Regions from separate parts of the Lactuca sativa genome. Here region 2 is linked to region 1. A link is a contact called in public Hi-C data. All regions are on one chromosome and are shown on one strand. Each heading gives the region's core, a stretch centred on a gene start, on an enhancer-like site or on the middle of the called end of the contact. The rest is flanking DNA. Distances are from core to core; before and after follow the strand shown. Region 1 holds the start of LOC111898710. Region 2 holds the start of LOC111895112 (eukaryotic translation initiation factor 3 subunit A).

Region 1 (5,006 bases), core at 1,355-3,854:
AATCATATCATACAAGATTCATATTAATCTTCTTCTCCTTCTCTTCTATTTGATCTGACATCATCCGTTTGAAGCCTCCTCAATCAGTCTGACGCTATCGTTGTACCTGCTGATGTGATCTAGAAGATTTGTTCTCTCTGATGTTCTCTCTGAAGATTCTCAAGCTGAAAGCGCTATCTTTCAAGAATCAGTACATCAACCGTCCTCACCCGACATGCGTTCAAAGCTAAATTCTGAAGAAAAGCCCAACCGCTCAATATGAAGTCATTCATTGAAGATTAATGTTGAAGCCAAGTTCCCAATGAAGATTAACAAGAAAAGCCATCTACTTTTAAGGGGAGAGCTTGTTGGGTCATTTAAGAAAAGAAAAGAAAGCTATAAACCAAGGGGGAGATTGTTGGGTCAATATTATGGTTTATACTTTGCTTTTCTAGGAAATTGATTTGTTATGTAATATTATATAGATGTTTACGGCCCAATGGGTGTTTACGGGCGTAAACAGGTTTATGGCCGTAAACCTTGTTTACGACCCATATTCTCATGTATATATAGAGGTGAGGGGTGTGAGGAAAAGAGTGATGAACACCAAGGAGCTTAAGTGTGTGCATTCTAAGGTGTGAGAGAAACTAGAGAGTGTGTGTTAGTGTGTGTGAATCTTGTATCCGGATCTTCATTCTAATCATATCATACAAGATTCATATTAATCTTCTTCTCCTTCTCTTCTATTTGATATGACATCATCCGTTTGATTGGGATTCCGCACCATCAAACGGATATGATTGATACACAGACATTTTTGGGGACTTACACAGTCTAGACTCTGCCTACATAATATTATTATCTCTAATTAATACTTTATAATCACAACTCTTACAAAGTTAGGCTAACCTCTTTCCTCACTCTCAGAAAGGGTGAAAGACTATTTTAGCCCTCCATGGTCTCCTCACTCATGTCTTAACCAAACCCTAAAAATCAATGGAAGTCGCCCGAGTCAACAATCCATGTTAACCCAACTCGCCGAGTGCATCTATGCGACTCGTCGAGTTCCCTCTATTCTCAGGAAAAATCGGGAAAACTCGAGTCAACACGCCGAGTTGTCTCACAAACTCGTCGAGTCAGCACGGTGTCCAGAAGACTAGGAAAACCCCAGCTACTCGTCGAGTTGTCCCAATAACTCGTCGAGTTCACTCTAAATCCACAGACATGAAAAACCCTCTCAACTCGTCGAGTTGGATGTCAAACTCGTTGAGTTCTTTAGTAAATTCTCATTTCGGTCGATTCCAATGCTCAAAACTCCAGATCTAACCTCCTATCATGGAGTGACCACGTAAAGTTGCTAACTTTACGATCATGCAAGGCCTCACAAGGCTAGAATACCCAAAAATATGCTCAAGAAGGGGTTTAGGGCATGAAGAAGGATTAAAGCTTCATAAAGCTTGAGCTTTATGCACACGAGGGCTTAGAGGAGTCCGGATCTACAACTACTCCCCCTGGACAAGCTCAACCCGAAAATGGCCCTCATTTTGCACCAAAATACCCATAAACTCACAAAATAAGAGATCTAAGAAACGGAAAGCCAAGGTATGGACTTTTTACCTCCAAATGGGTACTAATCAAGAGGTATCAAGTTATCTTACTCAGTCTACTTGTACCCCTCCTATCCATAATCGAGACACTACTACAATGTACTCCCCCAAGTGGCGACACATACTCAACTCTAGATCTACTACATCATCTCGTCCACACATCCTTACCCAAAGGGTGAGGCATTAACAAATTTAACGAAATGTCGAACCTTAACCGTTAACAAAAACATCCTCATGAACGTTCGATACAAGATCCCACACCTTGATTGTAACCGAACAAATTCCACCAATTCACAATAGCACGAGAAACTTCCAAGGTGATCTAGAAATGTTGCCGAAAATCAGGAAAGCTGAATAACACTGCCCCAACATCCGTATTTCCAATAATCTCCCTCCCATTATTATCTTTATTCTTTAGTAGAAAAAGGTTTTCCTTCCCATGTGAAAATTGTACACTATTTAACCGGTGATTATTCTTTAGCTAAAGATTTTCCAACTTTTAAACAGGCAAAGCATGATTATTCCTTCTACATACAAAAAAAAAGACTTCATGTTTCACAAGCCATTTTATGGATTTAGTAGAAGATGAAGCCATGATAGGATCGAAGAAGTAGAAGTAGATAAAGTAAAAGAAGAAAAATCCTAAGTCATTCCTGCTGCTAGCCCTAATTCGATTAAAAGAAGACAAATATATTAATAAATGTCATCTCACCTACTCTTATGCCATGTTATTATTTGTTAGACCAACTCATGAATCTTTAATTAAAGTCGTCATTTTATCGATAAGAATCGGTTATCATTAGATAGGATTTGAACAAAAATTATATTTTCTTAATATTTTTTTGTATAAAACCTTTAGTTGGATGTTTTTTTTATATAAACAAAACTTCCATAGGTTTTAAACAATTTTGAAACATCATTTTCCTGGTAAGTCATTTCCCCCACGTTAATAAAAACTTAGGCTTGGACATTTGGGCACCTTAGGGCATAGGCCAAGGGGGTTTAGGTTTATATATCTTGTTGTTAACCGGATCCACTAAAATACGGTGTTCGCATTTCTTTTCCTTTATTATCCAACATAACTTCATATTCATGGCTCGCTGCAATCCCTTTCTTCGTGTTCTTCAATTGGGGGTTTTGAACACTTAAATTTATCCACCACAGCTTCAACCTTTTTTTCTTTTGTTACTCCCAAACCGATATTTCCTACTCTTCTTCAATTATTCCTATTAGTTTTGGGGGCTCAAATCAATATAAAGGGACATGGGGAAGAATCAGGCGTACAAGGCGATGCAGAGATCAAGGGTCGGATCTACCTCAGGCGGCCCCGATGATGTGGATGACGGCATGGTTTGTACCCTTCCATATCATATTTTCAGTGGATTTGTTGTTATTTTCATTGTGCACAGTATTCAGACGAAGAAACATGTTAACTCGTGGTATGATATCGTAACCAATAAATCTTTGGTTGAGGATGAGAAGAGGCAGGGGGTTGTGACTTCTCTAGAGCCTAATTCCCTGTTTCTCTTTGTTAGAATCGCTTACTTTTTAGCTCAATGACTGATAAGGGTTAGGTAAATACTCTTTTAACATGGTGATTAAGCCTGCTAATTGATTTTTGTGTGTCCAACCTTTAGGCATAGAGTTGTGATTGTGAAGATGTAAGTTGAAATAATAGATGCTCAAATATGATTCTGATGACTTTGGATAAATCTGAATAGGCAGGAAACAATACAAACATGTTTTTTTATTGTTTGGTTTTGTCTAATGGCTTCATTTTATAATTTCTTTCATATTTGATGTCTGGAACAGAATATTTTAGGAATTGCAAAGCTTTATAGTCAGTTTTGTTTGAATTTGTACCCTTTCTGATTAAGAGAGTCGCAGGTGGATGGTTCATTTCATTCACCAGAGTGGCATGCAGCTCGTTTGGCCAGCCTCAAAACTTCACATACAGTTACTTGGGAAGAGTACAAAAAGAAGCAAAAGGTAACTATTTATCTTCACTTTTGACTCCTCTCCTCTGTAGAGTGTATGTAGTGTAGATCTCCAAATGATAAATATACCACTATCTAGTTCTTATTCATCATCAATACGTATTGCTTTTTCTTGTTGAAATTGACAGACATGGTAGTTTGGTTTCAAAGTTATGGTTTCCCGAACAAAGACATTCACTTATTCATTTTAACTTGTTTCTTTTTTTTTTTTTTCCCGTTAAATGATATTGGACAAGCAATTGGGAAAACAAAACAGAATGAAAAAATAAAGTAAGGGACAATTTGTAAACAGTTAGAACGTTCTGTATGCATTAAATGGAAAAGAAACATTCATAGGATTAAGCTATTTAATTATTAATATACTGGGAAGCCTCTCAAAGATTTGATTTTCCTTTGTTTGTTGTGTTGTTGCTTTAATGGCACCTCCTCATCTATGACTGTTAATGAGATAGAGTTAAGTGTTACTGTGGAGTGATTATATTTATATAGATAGGAAAATATCTAATTTGTTTTTGTTAGGAAGAAGAAATTAAAAAGGGGGAGTTAGAAGCTGACAAAGATAGAATGATGCGGGAATATCGAGCTCAACTAGATGCAGAACGGGCAAGCAAGCTTGCCCATGGCAAAAACCACTCTAAAATTAAATCTACTCAGAGGAAGAAGGGTATTTATGTCCATTACAAATTTACAATACCTGAAGTCCTTTATATACATAATCTTATTGCCCCTTGTTGCAGATAATAAGAAGGACAAAGATCTCAAAAAGCGCTCAAACAAAAAGAGAAAGGTGCCTTGGAATTCTCAGACTATTCTTATTAGAAACGAATGCTCCAAAAATGGATATTCTTGCTTTTTTGATCCCTGTGGTTTGGATTTTGTCCTAAACCCATCTGAGAATGGCTGCTTTGCTCCTATTTATATATATCTTTAAAGGATGAAAAGTAACTAACTTTTTTATTTTGTTTCCTGTAATAAAAATAATAGCATTTGAGGAAATCTTGTGGGTCTAGTTCTTCTTCAAGTTCATCATCTGAATCTTCAAGTAGTGATGATGAGGATGATTCCAGAGAATCAAAAAGAAGGTCAAGATCAAGATCAAGGTCAAGAAAGAGGAAAGACAAGAGACAGAGCTCAAAATCCAAGCATTCAAGTGGTGATGAACAAGAGGCAGATGGGCCTTTGCCCCTCTCCAGGTTCTTTGGGAACACAAAGAACTGATGTTAATTTTATCATCAATATCACTAAATCAATGAATGATTATTGTTTATGTTTTACAGTGTAGTAAACTGTGAATTAACCAGACATAGTGTGATACATTTGCGGTTTTTAGACTCATGTTTTTTGAGGTTGGGTTAAACTGTTTTTCCATCGCACCTGAATCTGAATGAATGGAATGTTATGCGATGGTATTTATGTCACCAAA
Region 2 (5,006 bases), core at 1,102-3,601, 220 kb before region 1:
ACCATGAATATATGGTTATGTAAAATCAAATACAGGAAAAAAGAAAATGGTAACTGGGTAATTAAAAACAAAAGGGTCACAATAATTTCCATGTGAGGTATTATTTTTATAATCAAAATACTTTTTTCAAACAAATTCCATCTTAATGTTACGTATCATTTGAAGTTCTTGAAACCAAACATATATATCTATAATTTTGAATCGGGTAGATATATAAAACCTTAGTGTAATTAACTAGATGGATATATAACATGCTTATCTATCATTTTGACAGATATACTATATATATTTTTGTCCACATATAAAACCTTAGTAACAAACTTTACTGGAATTATTTTTTTAGTTTATTTTAATTGATAAACGGACCCATATAATAACATCAAGTACTTTACCCGATGATAATGTTTTGATTAATAAGACCATATAAACTTAAAATCTTAATTATTCAAAAATAGGATCAAATATAAGTTTTTTTTTAAATCAAACTCGTTGATAAAGAATTTTTTGTGTTAAATTTAAACTAAAATTATGTATAAACATTATACATAATATATATATATATATATATATATATATATATATATATATATATATATATATTAATACTTAATAGTAATGATTATTGTTATTGATTGTTCGATGACAAACTTCTTAAAAGACAACTATTCACCAAAAAAATATTCATTAGTACCTACCATCTAGATTTCTAGAAAGCTTCAGTCACAAAACCTTCACCACTTGTGATCAGATCTGTATTTTTCATTTGTGATTTGAAATATGAAATATTTCCCAACGAAACTATCTGCATCTTCCTTTAATGTAAATTAAACAAAGAGTATTCGTTATAAAACAGAGACAATTTTTGTAAACTCCAGTAAACGGTACCATTTTTGTTATTATTTTAAAACTTGGACCATTACTTGTGACTGATGAACTTATATGTAATAAATCACAATCTACTTTAAAAGTATGATGATATTAAAAGTATGTATGCTGTTGTGTGGCCGTGTGGCTTGGGGGGATGATCTTATTACTTAGGCCATGCGGTGTAGTGCTAACACACCACACGTTATGCTGAAATGGATAAACTTAACCCAAGTGACCCCTCCTTTATGTTATAGCGTGTTATGCTTAGGTAAACGGGACCATTAATGTCAATTAAACAAAGAGTATTCATTATAAAACAGAGACCATTTTTGTAAACTCCAGTAAACGGGACCATTTTTGTTATTATTTTAAAACTTGGACCATTACTTGCGACTGATGAACTTATATGTAATAAATCACAATCTACTTTAAAAGTATGATGATATTAAAAATATGTATGTTGTTGTGTGACTATGAACTTATATGTAATAAATCACAATCTACTTTAAAAGTATGATGATATTAAAAGTATGTATGTATGTTACAATGTATTATGCTTAGGTAAACGCTTCCATTAATTTAAATTAAACAAAGAGTATTCGTTATAAAACAGAGACCATTTTTGTAAACTCCAGTAAACGGGACCATTTTTGTTATTATTTTAAAACTTGGATCATTACTTGTGACTGATGAACTTATACGTAATAAATCACAATCTACTTTAAAAGTATGATGATATTAAAAGTATGTATGTTGTTGTGTGGCTTGGGTTATGCTGAATTGGACAAACTTAACCCAAGTGACCCCCCCCCCCCCCCCCCCCCACCCCCCTTTACGTTACAACGTGTTATGCTTAGGTTGTGTTATGAAAAGTGGTGGTGGTAACATTTTTTTTTAATTAAAAAATTAAAACTTTAATGAATGGTGGAGTGGTGAGAATTTTCTAAGGTAAGTGATGGGGAATGGTGTTGACATGACACGAGGTGACACCATTTTTTATGAGGTTAGAGGTATAACTCAACCTTACTGTTACTTTTGATTAATATGCAAGTTAATAGCAACCTACTTTTTTATTCTTTATGAATTTAGGAAGGATATAATTGGTAAACTGACCATTCATGTAATATTTTTGACATGGACTATTTGTGCGATATACTAACTTCATGTTTTTCATTTTCAATTCTATTGATGTACCTTCTTAACTATTTGTAAATTTAGTTTTTAACTGTTTACAAATTTATGATTAATGATTACGATGTTTGTAATCGTTATATTGTTTTACATTACAGAACCATGCTGTACACATATTATAACCTAACTAGCCATAGAAAAAACCCTTATTCGTAGTAACATTGAAAATGCCTTTTAAGTTTGGATGATATTTGAAGCCCATCAAGTTTGCAATATTGTAGCTTTGTAAAGCCCAATAAAGGTGTTCGTGGGCTTTTTCACTTTTGAGGCCGATGAATTTCTACCCCCTTCTGCGTTGGCCCCAGTCACGCATTTTGATAAAATAAAAGCTCGCCAAAACTTTGAAACCCTACTCTCCTTCTTTTGCTTCAGCACATATCTGGAATACAGGCACAGCCGAGGAAACACACTTTCCGCTAATCGATAAAGGTATTGCCTCAGTATGTTATTCATCGTTTCATCAATTTGTTTCAAGGGTCGTTATTCTGTTCTTATGTGTTTTTGTTTGTTTAGTTCAAGATCTATCGACAGATTACGTGCAGCATAAGATTCATAGATCGACAACTGATTTATTTGTGTATCTCTTGTTAGCAATTTGATGATTTAATTTCTTTACTCTAACTGCTGGCGTTACATTAGGGTTTTGTTTTTTCCTTTCGGTTTGTGGCTAGATTGACTGTTCGATGGAGGAGTAAGGGCGAGAGATTAGGTGCAATATATATATTTTTTATGTTTTAATTTTCTACTTGTATATTCTTTGCGCTTGATCTAAATGCCTAAAGGGCAATGTTTTTTGCTGGATGTTGCCTGTGGCTGTGAACATACTTAACGGGTTCTCAATTAACATAGGGGACAATTGTTTGAAAATATATGATTTATCCATATTCTGAATTCTTTAAAACATGTATTCATGTTTGATGCTATGCTTGGACTAGAAATGTGTCTGTTGGTGAAATATGCTTTTCAGTTTCAGCATTTCAATGCTTAGAAGTGGGAACATTGATTTATCACTATTTTCTTTGTTATCTTGCTCGAATGAGTGTGTTAATAGAGAACAAAGCGAATGTCTACAGCATAAGTGTCTTTGTGCTTCTATCTGTGCAAAACTTCAAGTTATTCCTAAGCAGATTTAACACCTACAAATAATTGTTTGGTTTGCATCCCAGCAGGTTGAAGACCACTGTGATTGACCATGGCGACTTTTGCTAAACCAGAGAATGCATTGAAACGAGCGGAAGGTGAGTAGCTACTTGCTGATTTAATCTGACTCTTTAACATTTCTGACTTATTTTCATTCTCTTTAATGTTTTTGATGCTTTGTAGTTTGTCTCCTTACATCTGAGAATGTATGCGTATATGGTGACTAACCGACTTTTGCTAAAATGTGATTGCAGAATTGATAAATGTTGGTCAGAAGCAAGATGCATTGCAAGCTCTTCATGATCTTATTACATCAAAAAGGTACAGGGCATGGCAGAAAACACATGAAAAGATTATGTTCAAGTACATCGAGCTTTGTGTTGATATGAGGAGGGGTAGATTTGCCAAAGATGGCCTCATCCAATACCGCATAATCTGCCAGCAAGTTAATGTTAATTCTTTGGAAGAAGTGATTAAGCACTTCATGGATCTTTCAACCAAAAGGGCTGAGCTGGCACGTAGCCAGGCACAAGCTTTAGAGGAAGCTCTCGATGTTGATGACCTTGAAGCCGATAAAAGACCAGAAGACCTAATGTTAAGCTATGTCAGTGGTGAAAAGGGAAAGGATCGTTCAGATAGGGAGCTTGTGACTCCATGGTTTAAGTTCTTATGGGAGACATATAGGACAGTTCTTGAAATTCTCCGAAACAATTCCAAGTTGATGGCTCTTTATGCTGTAAGTTTTGATTTTTAATAATGTGAATCTTGCTTTTTAAATTCTTAACTTATATTAATTTTTATTTTTTTGTATGTAGGATACTGCTCATCGTGCCTTCCAATTCTGCAAGCAATACAAAAGAACAACAGAGTTTCGTAGGCTTTGTGAGATTATTAGGAATCATCTTGCAAACCTCAACAAGTACAGAGACCAGAGGGACAGACCTGACCTAACTGCCCCTGAAAGTCTACATTTTTACCTGGACACAAGGTTTGAGCAATTGAAAGTTGCAACCGAATTGGAACTCTGGCAGGTGTGTATGCTATTTATATGGGAACATACTTTATTAAATAGTATTTTACCAATATAGGGTATCTACTCTATAGTTTTATCCATATATTTCTATATTCATAATAGCAACCCTGTTGCATATATAATATAAATAATACTTTAGGAACATATTTAAAACTTTTCCCTACAATAGCAACATCCTTTTACTCTTTTACCCATAATAGTTTATAAATAACAAATAAAGTACATTGCCTTTATTGGTAGTGAAATATATGTATGTTGCTATTGTTGGTAAAAGATTTAAGTATGTTGGCATGTTGCTATTATTGTTAAAAGAATAATATAAAATAATAAAGTAAAAGATAAGTACATTGCCCATATTATTATCAACAGTAAAGAATCATGTAGTTTAAATTTAATAAGTTGTATGATTGTATCTTCAGGAAGCTTTTCGTTCTGTGGAAGATATTTATGGGCTAACAAGCATGGTTAAAAAAATGCCGAAATCGTCCCTGATGGCTATTTACTATGCAAAGTTGACTGAGATCTTTTGGATTTCATCAAGCCATCTATACCATGCATATGCATGGTTTAAGCTTTTTCAACTTCAAAAGAGCTTCAATAAGAATCTGAATCAGAAGGATCTGCAGCTGATTGCATCATCAGTTTTGCTTGCTGCACTTTCAGCTCCTCCATATGATCACCTGAAAACCGCTTCTCATTTGGAACTTGAGCATGACAAAGAACGCAATCTCAGAATGTATAATCTTATTGGCTTCAACATTGATGCAAAGCTTGA

What was found. Hi-C and Micro-C count contacts between places; a contact is called where the count stands out from the background.
Region 2: a Hi-C map of leaf shows a contact between it and region 1, with 6 times the contacts expected there. The contact joins the promoter of LOC111895112 here to the promoter of LOC111898710 in region 1. A contact is called at or near these places in 2 of 4 Hi-C or Micro-C datasets (leaf and seed).

The regions. Positions count from the first base shown.
Region 1 is chr7:106,568,705-106,573,710 of Lsat_Salinas_v11, reverse strand. LOC111898710 reads left to right here and starts at 2,604. Exons shown (of 5, transcript XM_023894583.3): 1 at 2,604-2,936; 2 at 3,474-3,575; 3 at 4,103-4,247; 4 at 4,321-4,370; 5 at 4,568-5,006. The coding sequence starts at 2,850. The coding sequence ends at 4,801.
Region 2 is chr7:106,786,308-106,791,313 of Lsat_Salinas_v11, reverse strand. LOC111895112 (eukaryotic translation initiation factor 3 subunit A) reads left to right here and starts at 2,351. Exons shown (of 14, transcript XM_052765246.1): 1 at 2,351-2,487; 2 at 3,228-3,296; 3 at 3,453-3,934; 4 at 4,014-4,229; 5 at 4,651-5,006. The coding sequence starts at 3,251.